Linked DNA regions of Drosophila melanogaster: region 1 is linked to region 2. The links are chromatin contacts, called in public targeted proximity ligation maps. All regions are on one chromosome and are shown on one strand. The core of a region is the stretch at or near the end of the contact, and the rest is flanking DNA. Distances in the headings are between cores, read along the strand shown. Region 1 holds the start of Serinc (Serine incorporator). Region 2 holds the start of CG43295.

What was found.
Region 1: a contact with region 2 is called in a targeted proximity ligation map of the Kc167 cell line, with 3 times the contacts expected there. A contact is called at or near these places in 1 of 107 Hi-C or Micro-C datasets (the Clone 8 cell line) and 1 of 7 datasets of targeted methods (the Kc167 cell line).

The regions. Positions count from the first base shown.
Region 1 is chr3L:16,407,874-16,414,310 of dm6, reverse strand. Serinc (Serine incorporator) reads right to left here and starts at 1,589. Exons shown (of 7, transcript NM_140636.3): 1 at 1,431-1,589; 2 at 508-1,063; 3 at 333-442; 4 at 90-273; 5 at 1-27. The coding sequence starts at 1,466. fax (failed axon connections) reads left to right here and starts at 2,483. Exons shown (of 5, transcript NM_079382.7): 1 at 2,483-3,309. The coding sequence starts at 2,893.
Region 2 is chr3L:16,103,330-16,109,929 of dm6, reverse strand. It overlaps CG43295, which reads right to left and starts at 4,078. Exons shown (of 2, transcript NM_001259859.1): 1 at 4,028-4,078; 2 at 3,502-3,954. The coding sequence starts at 4,078. The coding sequence ends at 3,502. It overlaps IntS9 (Integrator 9), which reads left to right and starts at 4,303. Exons shown (of 3, transcript NM_140581.4): 1 at 4,303-4,375; 2 at 4,437-5,594; 3 at 5,652-6,498. The coding sequence starts at 4,367. The coding sequence ends at 6,449. Zn72D (Zinc-finger protein at 72D) reads left to right here. Exons shown (of 6, transcript NM_001274995.1): 4 at 1-308; 5 at 2,144-2,334; 6 at 2,401-3,336. The coding sequence ends at 2,976. IleRS-m (Isoleucyl-tRNA synthetase, mitochondrial) reads right to left here. Exons shown (of 6, transcript NM_140580.2): 6 at 6,448-6,600. The coding sequence ends at 6,497.

The sequences.
Region 1 (6,437 bases), core at 340-2,839, 310 kb before region 2:
CAAACATGCCTGGATTGCATTCTTTCTCTGTTGATTCAAAACAACCAAATGAGATATACACATATAGGGTTCTGGATTCATTTTCCTACCAGGATTGTTGGCCACTGCCGACCAGGTTAGATACACCGTGTACAAGGTAACCAGGGAGCTCTGCAGTAGGCCAGAATGGGGCAAGCGTTCCTGCACAGCTGGCAGAATCGAAATGACGCTAATCGCCAGACAGAATATGAGATTGATGGAGATGAAGAACTTGTTGATGCCGCAGCCAGTACTCTACAAATATAAAAACAATGCTAATTACAAAGTAAATAAGCCATAGAAACGACACTCACGGTGGTGAAGTAGATATAAAGCAAGGTAATTCCAGTCAGCGATAAGATATAGCACAAAAGAGTGACCCCAGCGAGGGCATAGTAGTATCCACGACTGTTTTCGGCGCTTTCTGTTGAAAGAATTCGATAATTAGCGAGTTGAATCATTTGGGAGATGGGCCGGAACATGACTCACCTATCCAGTTTTCAGCCAGCGAGTGAGCGAAATCCACAATGATGACCAGCTGGACGAGTATGAAGGCCAGGCCACCAATTAGACCCACCCACATCATGGCCGGACCAAAGGATCCATCCGGAATAAAGATGGCTCCAATCGCAGCGCCAAAGCAGATCAGAAATTTCAGTGGCCAAAAGTTGTTCTGGATGTGCGAACGCGGATCCCTGGAGCTCTTCACACCCAGCATAATCAGTGACATCAGAGCGAAAAAGCAGGCCATGCCAAAGCAAACCCTATATACTGCCATGTAACCAAGTGCATACTCGCAGTCGACTTGCAGAGATCCTCCCGAGACAGCGCTGAGTGCTCCCGAGCTATACGACGAGGTGGAGTTGATGCAGAAGGGCATCTTCTTCAGGGTGTCCTGCAGTCCAGGGGACAGCGCAATCGCCCCCAGTACGGTGCCCACCAGGAGGATGAAGGCGTACATGAAGCGCGATGAGGAGGCGTTGGTGCAGCTCGGGCAGGCGGAGCAGCACATGCTGGCTGCAGTGCCTCCACAGCACATGGCGCACTGGAAATGCAAGAATTAAGTATTAAATGGAGACGCAATTGAAGAATTATTCTATTTGATCCAACTTGCTAATAAGTTTTGTCAATAATCCGGATTAATTGAATGATCAACCATCGAAAGTTAAGTTTGCAATACATTTTTCATATTGTTTTCAACTTATTAAAAATTTAAAAATTCATTAAAGTATCTAATAGCTCAAATTGCAAGCTAAATCTTTCTTTTAGATGAAAATCATAGCAGCATTCATGAGTATTGTGAAATTAATAAAATGTTGAATTTCTCCGCATTTGAAACATATGTCTGCTTTTATTGATTTGTAGCCAATGTAAAGAATTTTACCTGGCTAATTAGCTCGCAATTTTCTTACCTGAGCGGCTGAACAGATGCCCAAAGCAGCTCCCATTGTTGCAGCAATAAACTTAGATTTTTACTTTAGTCAAACTGCGTTTTTATTAAATTAAACAAATCTTTGTTTGTGAAAATGATAGAGATGGACTATTTACTGCCTATAGTGACTATCGAATACAGCGGCTGGCGATATTTTTCAGCAATCGTAAGCAGTTGTAAATTTAAAAGTAAATGGGATCAATTCTTTCGCATATTTGCATTTTAAAAATGCTCTTTCAATGTCTTAAATTTTTCAATATGTTTCAAATTTTAAAATTTATAGTTTTAAAATTGAAGTAAATTACTGCAATTTTCTGTACTTCCACAGTTGCCATGCTGATTTCTGCAAAAGTCGGGAGGTGCCATCCGTTCCCTATTCAAATTTCAAAACTTCTGCCACTCCCTCCCAGATGGCGCTTTGCAGTTTCTCAAAACAAAATAGTTTGTCTCCTAAAATAAACTAACAAACGTTATAAATAAACATAAAACATTATTGAAAGCTGAATGAGAGAGAAAGTTCAGATCAATTTTTGTGAATTAAATCATAAACTAATATTATATTTTGAATTAACTTAACTATTGTAACAGTTATTGATAGAGTCGAAATAGGTAATACAGAAAAAGGTTCTATTGATAGTAGTTTTAAAAGGGTATCTGTTCAGTCAACCAGCTAATATTACCGCTCATAAATCTTTAAATGTGTACATAAATGGAGATGTTCTTAATTTTAATAAATCTAGTCGCGAAACTCGAAACTTTACCTAAGGATCGAGAAAACATTTGTTCATAAATTGAGCGTAAGCATAATGGAATATTATTTAAAAAGTTACTTAATATCATTCTTTACTTGTGTTATAAATTAGTTGCTTATAATTTAGGTTGACTCCACAATTTTAAAATTTTTACTCATATAAGTTTTTATAAAATCTATTCCTTGATCTTAATTTCCAGTCACTGGAAGTGGGTTATTTTTAGTGCATCTGCACTCGGCCGATTGCATTCGAGAATACGTTCGCACGCGGCATCTGGCCACACTGCCTGCAACGCTAGCTCGCCTTCGCAACGCGAATCCGCTCATTTCAAATTTTCAAACTCCCGAGAGCGGTTGCGGCGGTGTCGAGACAGCGGCTCCTGAATCCATCCGAATCCGAAAGCGAATCGCATCCAGCCAAGATATCCTATCGTGCAGCTGAAACCCGAAACCCGAATCCGAGTTCGAAACGAAACGAATCGCAGTGGTGGTTTCTCTCTCGCTCTCTAGCTCTCCCTCTCTCTCGCGTGTGTGTATGTGTGCGAGTGGCAGGAAAAGTGCGAAGCCGAAATCTTTTTAGCTGAAAGAAAGCGCAACTTCAATTAGCGAAAAGCAAGAGTAGCTAACAAAAAGAAAAGCGGATCGAAAAGTAAAGAAAAACAAAAAAAAAAAACAAAAGCAACAAATCGAAATGGCAAGCGAAGTGGCCCAAATACCCGCCGAGGAAACGCCCGCAGTGGCGGCGGCGGAAAAATCAGAGGAGCCGGAAAAGTCAGCGGCCCCGCCAGCGGACTCAGCGGCCGCTCCAGCTGCCGCCCCCGCAGTGGAGAAGGCTGAGGATGCCGATGGCGAGAAGAAGGACGGCGAGGCCGGAAAGCAGGACAAGCAGCAGGATGGCGAGGAGCCCAAAAAGGACGAGGCGGTGGCAGCACCCGTGGCGACCAAATCGGAAGCCCCGCCCGCCCAGAAATTCAATGTGCACAAGACCAACTTCGAGAAGGACATCATCTATCTGTACCAGTTCTCGCGCACCCCACTGCTGCCCTCCCTGTCGCCCTACTGCCTGAAGGTGGAGACCTGGCTGCGTCTTGTGGGCCTGAAATACGAGGTGAGTGGTGGTCATAAATCCGGGGAAAAAAACCATAGAAAATTCATGAAAACCTCATTATAAATCGAGCCATCATTTGGCATCCTTCAAAGTACCCAGGATAATTAGGGAAAACCCAAAAACGGACTAGGTAGAATCCCAGGAAGAGCCGAAAACTCTCAGATATTCCAGAAATCCCAGATTTTCAAGGCATTTTTGCGGTACAGATTTTTTCCCAGCTCCTGCGGGAGAGAGCGAGAGAGCTCGGGGAAGAGAGCCAGCGCCGCCATCATGGTGTGCTGCTAAGCCTGCCCGTGTGCATGTGTGTGTGTGACCTGCCCTGCCCCGTAACTGAAAAGGGATACATTTGTGCCGCCTTCCCTCTCTCTCCCAGCGCCCATGCCTGTGTGTGTGAACCTGTAGCCTGGTCCTTTGCGCGTGTGTGTGTGCACAGCGTATACATAAAATTTGTGTGTGCGCCGACGCCGCCCCTCACCCCTTCATCTCTTTGTGCTCCCCTTTGCAAAAGTCGTGCTTCAAATTTTGCACTTGCCGACTCTCTCCTTTTGTCTCGCTCCCTCTCTCGCCGTCTGCTCTTTGTCTTTTGTTGCTGCACTGTTTTTTTTTTATTTCACTTTTCTTTCGACTTCTTTTTGCACTGCACGAAAAGTTGTCATCTCTATGCGCTGCATGCATCTTTTCTTAGCATCTTCGAGATCCATGCAACTGTGCTCTCACTCCATCCACACAACAGCAAATTTTCTCTCTGTATACTTTAGCAGGAGCAGCAGCAGCAGCTTGTAATTGCTTTTAATAAAAATTGATGCAGTTTAAGCTGGACTCAGAAATAGCTGTCTCCCTCTTCGCCTTCCAACTCCCCTTCTCCTTTTCCCTTTCTTTTCTTATCCGTTAAGTAGCTGTAATAGTGTTGGGGGCTGGGTGGGGGGAGTGGCAGACAAACAACTGTCAACGACTTCCAATGGTGCCTTCCATTTTGGCTTGTTGTTTTTTCCTTCACTTTTTAAAGCGCGCGATGCGGTTTGCATATTTTTCATATTTTTTCTGTGCGAGAGGAAAAGCGTGTAGTATGTGGTAGTGGCCGGGGGAGAAATGGGTGCGGTCACCCGCACAAAAACTGGCGACGCAATTGCTGTTTAATCTTATTAATTACATTGGTTAATGAAAAACGAGCCCCTTGCGCGGAATGTTAATTGATGCCGTCGCCTTCCAGATGCCGATAAGCAATCGCCCCCATATGTTGCATTCCACGAAGCAATTATGATTGACAGTCCGTCAGTGGCCGCTTTTCGGCCCGCAGCTGGAAATTACTTTCCATTTTCACGATTATTCCCAATTCCACTGATAAGGCGCAGGCTGCCCAAAATACGGCGGCATTCGATTAGTAGGAAGGAGGGAGTGGGGGGTGGGTAAAAAAAAGAGTTCAACAAACTGGGGACCTTTGACATTTCTGGCATGGTTTGTTGTTGCTGCAGCGCGGCATTAATCATGGAAAAAAAGGGAGGGTGACTGACTGTAAATGCAACTGACTAAGCCAGTTTTCCCCCCTGCTGCTTGCGCTCGGCTGCATTTCTTGCCTGCTCTCCTCCTTTGTGTACACACATTCGTCAGTGTAAACAAGAGCAGAAGTTGTTTCTTTATTGATGATAAACCGAATGCATATTTTTTTCACACCACATTGAAGGCGGCGCCCATTAATAAGCACAGCAGCAACAACAACAACAACTGGGCATAAGTTTCGCTTTTGAGGCGGTGGCCCGCATTGCTAGCATTCCTGAGTGTCGCGCTCGTAGATTGTGCAATTAATTTACATTTTCTCTGCCATATGCATTGCGGGCACAGAGCGATTAAAATTCAAATGGAAATGCTGGCGCGCCATTGCATTTGTGCAATATTGCCGGGCTGCAATTTCAAGGTATTCTGGCAACGCTGCTGCCTCTCCTGCTGCAACTGTACATGTGCGAATGTGTGCGTATCGTATGTCCATGTGTGCGTGTGTGTGTATGTTGGGAGGAAATGGAGTTTTTTTGCTTCTCGTTTTTGTATTTTTTACGTTTTATAGCTGCCTTTGTTTTAATTAATAAACCGCATATTTGCATTTAAACAACACACAGTGGACGGCCTTTGTTGTTGCTCACTCGCTCCAGTGCAATTCTCCCGCTCTCGCTCTCTCTCTCTGGAACTTCTGTGCAAGGGTGTGGATACACTCACACTCGCACACGCAGGCTGCATAATTGCATTGCTGTTGCTTCTTCTTCTGCTGCTGCTGACTCTTACACTGCGAAAAAAATGAAAGAACAAAGATTGAGGAGACGAGCGATTGCCTTAAGTGGCATAACGATTTAATAAAACATAAGTATTTGCATTGTGCGTGGGCACGAGAAGAGGATGGAGACGGAGCCGGAGATGGAGATGGAGAAGAGGAAGCTGGCAGACAGGCTGCCTTTTTTGTGGATCATTGGAATTGAAAAATGGACTCCACCCTTTTTGCAGAGCGTTGCGTTGCGATGCTGGAAGGCGAAAATCTCTCTACAACAACAGCGCCCTCTCTTTCCTTTCACTCTCTCGCCGATTCTCTCTCGGCTCTGGCGGACAACCACACCCTGCCTCTCCCTTTTTTGGCAGAGGGCGCGAAAGCATAAAATATGCCAACGGTTGGCTCTTTGTTATGGCCCTCGTATGTACATATTTCTAATTAGAAATTATTATGTAGATTTGTGCAGCCAAGCTGAAAATGAAAAGGTTCAGACCGGACACCCGCCGCCTATAACTGTCACATTGCTAACGGTAACGCTTCGTGCGGACGTGTGTACACACTGGAAGGCATTGGAATATGTCAAAATGTTCGAATAGCAGGCAATTGGAACGACGTTTTCCCTCCCGCTGTGCGGCGTGTGTGTGAGTGTGCGTTGTATAGGGGTGTTGGTTTTTGGGTGGGTTTTTCGGTTTTCGAGTCCGGGTTTTGGGTTTTTGGGTTCCCGGGAGGTACAGCTAGCTTCTCGTGTAGTGGTTGGTTCATCAGCATCTGCTTGGCATACATAGGAAATGCCCAAATACACACGCAAACAAACGATTGCCGGCTAGATGTATGTCATGAGCGCCATCTAGCGGCCGGAATCCTTGCGGGGGAG
Region 2 (6,600 bases), core at 2,829-5,328:
GGTCTCCGATGCCCTGGCCGAGCAGCCCAGCGATGCCGGAGCGGCCAATAAGAAGGACAAGGCTGAAAAGCCGTCGGAGAAAGACGGACGCGACAATCAGATCTTCTCGTTCCAAAAAGACGCCGACAATGGTGGCAATGTCGTGCGCATCCTGAAGGGAGTGATGCGAGTGGGCTACCTGGCCAAGGGGCTGCTGCTCCACGGCGACAACGCCGTCGAGCTGGTCGTCCTTTGCGCGGAGAAGCCGACTTCGGGTCTTTTGCAGCGTGTGGCCAATGTGCTGCCCGACAAACTCAAGGAGGTGGCAGGTAAGTGAGGAGATGTGGCAGCTGCCATCGTAGAAATTGCATACCACTATTCTTGAATGACATTTTGGTTGTCCTAATGAGAGGAACAGAATAGAACTTTTTCCAGAGAAATGGCTTGAGTGATAAATGCGGCTGAAAAGCATCACTGAATCATGATCAAAACAAAAAGTACATTAACACGTTCTTAGCTTGGCCAATTTCACACTGACCTGCGCAGGTGAATTTGGCCAAATTGGAAGCGGCTCAAACTAATCAACTAAAACTAATGAACGAAAATAAATCGATTTTCGGAGCGCTAAATATGCAAGATGAACGAACGCAACTCACGATACGTTCGCATTCGCTATTCATTACGTACGTTCACGTTCGACGGGCAATTTGTGTGGAAAAAGTCAGCAAAATAAATCAAATTTAACTATTTAAAATTATTGTACATAGAAACTAGGACAACTAGAGTTGAGCCCTGTTGTTGCGGTGGATATAGATTGCCACGCCCGCCAAACCGCGCCCAACGCCCCAGCCAACATAGCAACTAATTGCGAATAAAAACGTATTTGCCGTTTTCAGCTTCTCTCTCTGCAGGATAAGTTTCGAGCCTCGAGCCTTGAGCCTTAGCCTAGAAGCTCTGTGAGCCTAGAGTCTTGAGTGTGTCGTTCAGTTAGCCATCTGTAGCGGTAGCTCAGCCCTCCCAGGTTGCTCCTCTTCCCGCACGACTGCCGCTGCACTGCTCCGCTCCACTCCAATCAAATCACCAACAGCGGATCGTCACGGTAACAAGCGCGGACTCGGTGCCACAAGTCCAGCCTCCTGCAGTCTGATGTGGTGTGGTGTCCTTGATGAAACAGTCAAAACCAAACTCTTTAACCAACTGAAATTCGAACCAAAGGAATATATTTATACAAAGTTTGCGCGCCCTCGTTTCGATTCCGGATGAAACTTTGTGTAAATAAAGTCCTTTGATGGCCTGGCCAAGAAGTTGAACAACACAACAACACGCCAAGAAGCAATGCGATTGATCCACACACGAGACGCAATTGCCATATGCAAATGCGAGTGCTTGGGCCAAAATTGCAGCGCCGATGTGCGTGCTGCCTGCCTCATCTTTCACTCGATACCAAGCAAATATATCTATACTCAGTAATCTCGTATACATATATATATGTCCAAGCGGCCGAATTGTGTGTATCAAGCTTGATTGTCCAATATAGAAAATCTATATACATATATTTAAAAATGCAAACAAAAATTGCGACCGAAATTTGCGTTGCGCACCGCGAATGGAGAGTACTGAAGACGAGAGACGTCTGGTCGATCAACGTTTCCCGCAGCCATAAATTTCGTTCAATATTTTAATGCAAACTAACCAACAAAAGAAATCAAGTTATTTCAAGTCGAAATTCAGTAAAATACAGTGAAGTGCGCGCTCTAAGTGGAATTGCAACGGGTGGATGACGCCGAGTCCGAGTCTCGAGCTTGCAATTCCGTTTACGAGTCCCCAAACGGAGATACCGATCCCAGCACGCAAGTCGAACGAATCTCCTGTTTGCTGGGAGCCGAGCGAATACGAGGATCGTGGGAAGAAACAAACATTATTCGTGCTTTTCATACCGTGCATCAAGTCCCCATTTGAACAATATCAATATATATCTATATTCAATTGTTGCTAATCACTATATTACGATGTATACATACGTGTATTTTGCGGGCCCACACTGGAATTTTGTTTCACCCACAATGTTTGTCTCTTTTTCCAAGTCGAATCTAGTATTTCGATGTATTGAGCTTCCTGCGAAAACGTCTTTGTCACATTTTCTCCATTGCTCTCTTGATTTCAGGCGACACTCAGGTCAATTACCGCGTGGAGGTCAACGCCGAGGAAGCCGCCCTAATTGTGCTGGATGAGTCTGTCTCCGTTAAGATTACCCTCACCTCGCCTTTGCTGCGCGATGCCAATCCCGGGGAAGCTGCCACCACTGATGAAGGTGAGGGCGATTCCGAATTCCTGCCTCGTGAGCCCTGCCTACGTGTAAGTTTCGCCAAAAAGCAACTAGAAAAATCACAAACTAATTATGAATGAATATGAATTTATTAGGCTTTGGCTGATTTGCGTCACGCCAAATGGTTCCAGGCTCGAGCGACAGGCCTCCAGTCGTGCGTCATGGTCATACGCATCCTCAGGGATCTGTGCCAGCGCGTCTCTTCCTGGCAATCGCTGCCCCAATGGTCTTTGGAGCTCCTCGTAGAGAAGGTCATCTCGTCGGCTGGCTTTCCCATTTCGCCCGGTGACTGCATGCGTCGCATCATGGAGGCCTTATCGTCAGGCTTTCTAATCAACGGACCGGGCCTGCTGGATCCTTGCGAGAAGGACCCCACAGACGCTCTACTCGAGTTGACCAAACAGGAGCGCGAGGATCTCACTGTGTCCGCACAGCTCTTCCTGCGCTACATTGCCTTTCGACAGATTTACAAAGTGCTTGGCATGGAGCCATTGCCGGCGATGAAGTTTCCAATGCGTCCATGGCGTGTCAACCGCAAGCGACGTAGGTCATCGGGCAAGGCAGGTGGTGCACCCGGCACGGAGACCGAGTCCAATGACATCGATGAGACCGGCTCCGATGAGAAGGTGGCCAAGAAGGAGGGTGTCGGAGGCACTCCTGCCAGCACCTAAGCGGCGAGAATAGGTTATATACACGTAGTCGGCTACTAATATTACAATTTCTCTCAAGATAAAAGCGCGACCAGGCGTCACTTAACTATAACCAACTCTAATCTATACACGAGTATTCAAACCGATTGGGGCACAAGGAGCTAAGCATGTCCAACATGTTGCCCAATCGGCGATTAGTGAATCCCAAATTACCCCAACTTTAACTAACAATATTTAGTGGATCATAAAACTTGTATTTTTCTAGCATTAGTGCAAGGCAAGGCAATGTATTCAGTTTGAATGTGAACATTATGGCCCTCACACTCATATACACAAATACTAGAACGAAGCGGATTTTAATAAAACGTATTGAACAATTATAATTAAATTATTTTTTTAATAAAGATAAGCTTAATTCATTCACGTAACTGGAAATCTTAATTGGAGATAATCTAGCACTGATAATATTCTTCGCTTTATAAATAAGTTCTAATTGAAATTAATTCAAATATATATTTATATATATGATATATAATTTTTAAGGAATTACAAGAAGTCGTTCCACTTAGAGCAAATTTTCTTAGTAACTGTTGGCATATTTTCAGCGGAACGTTTAGAGGATCGTGGCCCTGTGTTCCTGGTTTTCTTAAAGTTCATAGAGATTTCGTCGGAAAGTTCATCGGTTTTCGTAGGTTTTGCTGCAGGCTTTTGAGTAGTTTCAATGGTATTATCCACATAGTTTGCCCATTTATTTGTTTTCTTCTGAGGTGTGGTGTTTTCCTCTTTTTCTTGGCAGTCTTTCTCCTCTTCGAGCTGTTGCTTTGCCGTGAGGAATAAGCCCGTGTTCAGACATTCCTCCTGCATTCCGCGCTCTAAGTTGAGATGCTGCACCTTAACCCGGCATTCCGCTGCCGATCCTCGAAAGAATTCCTTGAGCAAACTTTGCTTTTGGCGGCAAATTTTACACTGCCATGTGCTTGCCTTTTTCACGAAGTCCACCTTGTTTAAATTAGGTATATATATATAAGTAGTTATTGAGTTCTAAGATATATTTCAGTTTGTTTGCACTCACCTGGTACATTTTGCATTGAATGCATTGTACCACGCGAATTTGCTGGGACATTATTCAAATTTGCGAAAAACCAAATAAAGAGACCAGGGATGGAAACCAACAGCACTGCAACAAGTGGAGTGAAAAAAATGTGGTTGCACAAATGTTAAAGCGTGATGACTACAGTTTAACAAGTAGTAAAACATTTACCAAAATTTGTAATTAACTAATTTTGGTACCTATGGTTAATGATTTAGCCGGGTGCTGATTCCGGTTCATAAGTGAACCAAATCGTTCCCCATCCCTGGTCCAAATATAAACAAACTTGCATCGTCTAATCGGCACTGTCGGTTTAATAAAATGCGATTGGTAAGTCATCCTGAGAAGTAAATAACAACTTAATTAGCGGAAGTGACTATCCACTTTGCAGTATTGTCTCAGCGGGGACCTGGCCAAGCCATGTTATATCATTACCTTCAAGGGCCTGCGGATTATGCTGGACTGCGGTCTCACGGAGCAGACAGTCCTGAATTTCCTTCCGCTGCCCTTCGTTCAGTCACTGAAGTGGTCCAATCTGCCCAACTTCGTGCCCAGTCGGGATCATGATCCCCAAATGGATGGCGAGTTGAAGGACTGCTGTGGCCGGGTTTTCGTGGACTCGACGCCCGAGTTTAATCTACCCATGGACAAAATGCTGGATTTCAGCGAAGTGGATGTGATACTTATCTCGAATTATCTTAATATGCTGGCCTTGCCGTATATCACGGAAAACACGGGGTTCAAGGGCAAAGTCTATGCCACGGAGCCAACGCTGCAGATCGGCCGATTTTTCCTGGAGGAGCTGGTGGACTATATCGAAGTGTCGCCCAAGGCGTGCACCGCGCGCTTGTGGAAGGAGAAGCTTCATCTGCTGCCCAGTCCCTTGAGCGAAGCCTTTCGCGCCAAGAAGTGGCGCACTATCTTTAGTCTTAAGGATGTCCAAGGCAGTCTGTCCAAGGTGACCATCATGGGCTACGACGAGAAGCTGGACATCCTCGGAGCTTTTATCGCCACTCCTGTCAGCTCGGGCTACTGCCTGGGCTCGAGCAACTGGGTACTGAGCACGGCGCATGAAAAGATTTGCTATGTCAGTGGTTCCTCCACGTTGACCACACATCCGCGGCCCATCAATCAGTCGGCGCTGAAGCACGCCGATGTACTCATTATGACCGGACTGACGCAGGCGCCGACGGTAAATCCGGACACGAAGCTGGGCGAGCTCTGCATGAATGTGGCCTTGACGATCCGCAACAATGGGTCTGCCTTGATTCCCTGTTATCCTTCGGGCGTTGTCTATGACCTCTTTGAGTGCCTCACCCAGAATTTGGAAAACGCTGGCCTAAACAATGTTCCCATGTTCTTTATTTCCCCTGTGGCAGACAGCTCCTTGGCGTATTCTAATATCCTGGCCGAGTGGCTTAGTTCCGCCAAGCAGAACAAAGTGTATCTTCCAGACGATCCTTTCCCACATGCCTTTTACCTTCGCAACAACAAGCTGAAGCACTATAACCATGTGTTCTCCGAGGGCTTTAGCAAGGACTTCCGGCAGGTTTGTCTAACATAATTGTGAAAACTTCATACTACAAATTCTCTGTCTTCCTTACAGCCCTGCGTGGTCTTTTGTGGCCATCCTAGCTTGCGTTTCGGCGACGCTGTTCACTTTATCGAGATGTGGGGCAATAACCCTAACAACTCCATCATATTCACGGAGCCGGACTTTCCGTATCTGCAAGTACTGGCGCCCTTCCAACCACTGGCCATGAAGGCTTTTTACTGTCCCATCGACACCTCTTTGAATTATCAGCAGGCAAATAAGCTGATCAAGGAGTTGAAACCAAATGTGCTTGTCATCCCAGAGGCATACACAAAACCACATCCCTCGGCCCCAAATTTGTTCATTGAACAGCCGGATAAGAAGATAATAACGTTCAAGTGCGGCGAGATCATACGTCTGCCATTAAAACGGAAGCTGGATCGAATTTACATTACCTCGGAACTGGCCCAAAAGATATCGCCAAAGGAGGTGGCGGCCGGCGTGACCTTCTCCACATTGACAGGAGTTTTGCAAGTTAAGGACAAGGTCCACTGCATCCAGCCATGTGCGGATAGCGTTAAAGACGAGACCATCTCGAGCAACAGCGCTCCGACAAAGGAGGATGTGCTGAAGAACGTCAAATACGAGTATGGCAGCATTGATGTAGATGCAGTGATGAAGAAGCTGGCACAGGATGGCTTCTCCAACATCAAGCTAGACCGCACTGGCGGCGCTCTGACTCTGAACCTTGTCAATGAGGACACAGTCATTAAGTTCGAGGACAACGAGACGCATATTATCTGCGGCGGAAAGCCAACAACCCGGCTCAAGCTGCGAGACACCATCATGAAATGCTTACAGAGTTTTTAAAAACATAAATGTATTCCTTACACCTAAATAACAACACATCATTACGCTTAGTTCTTTGCCTCCATAACGTCAGAGCAACGTTGACACGTTTTCTGCTCATCCTCCAGACCATAGCGACGACAACGTGGGCACAGTGATATCTGAAGTTTAC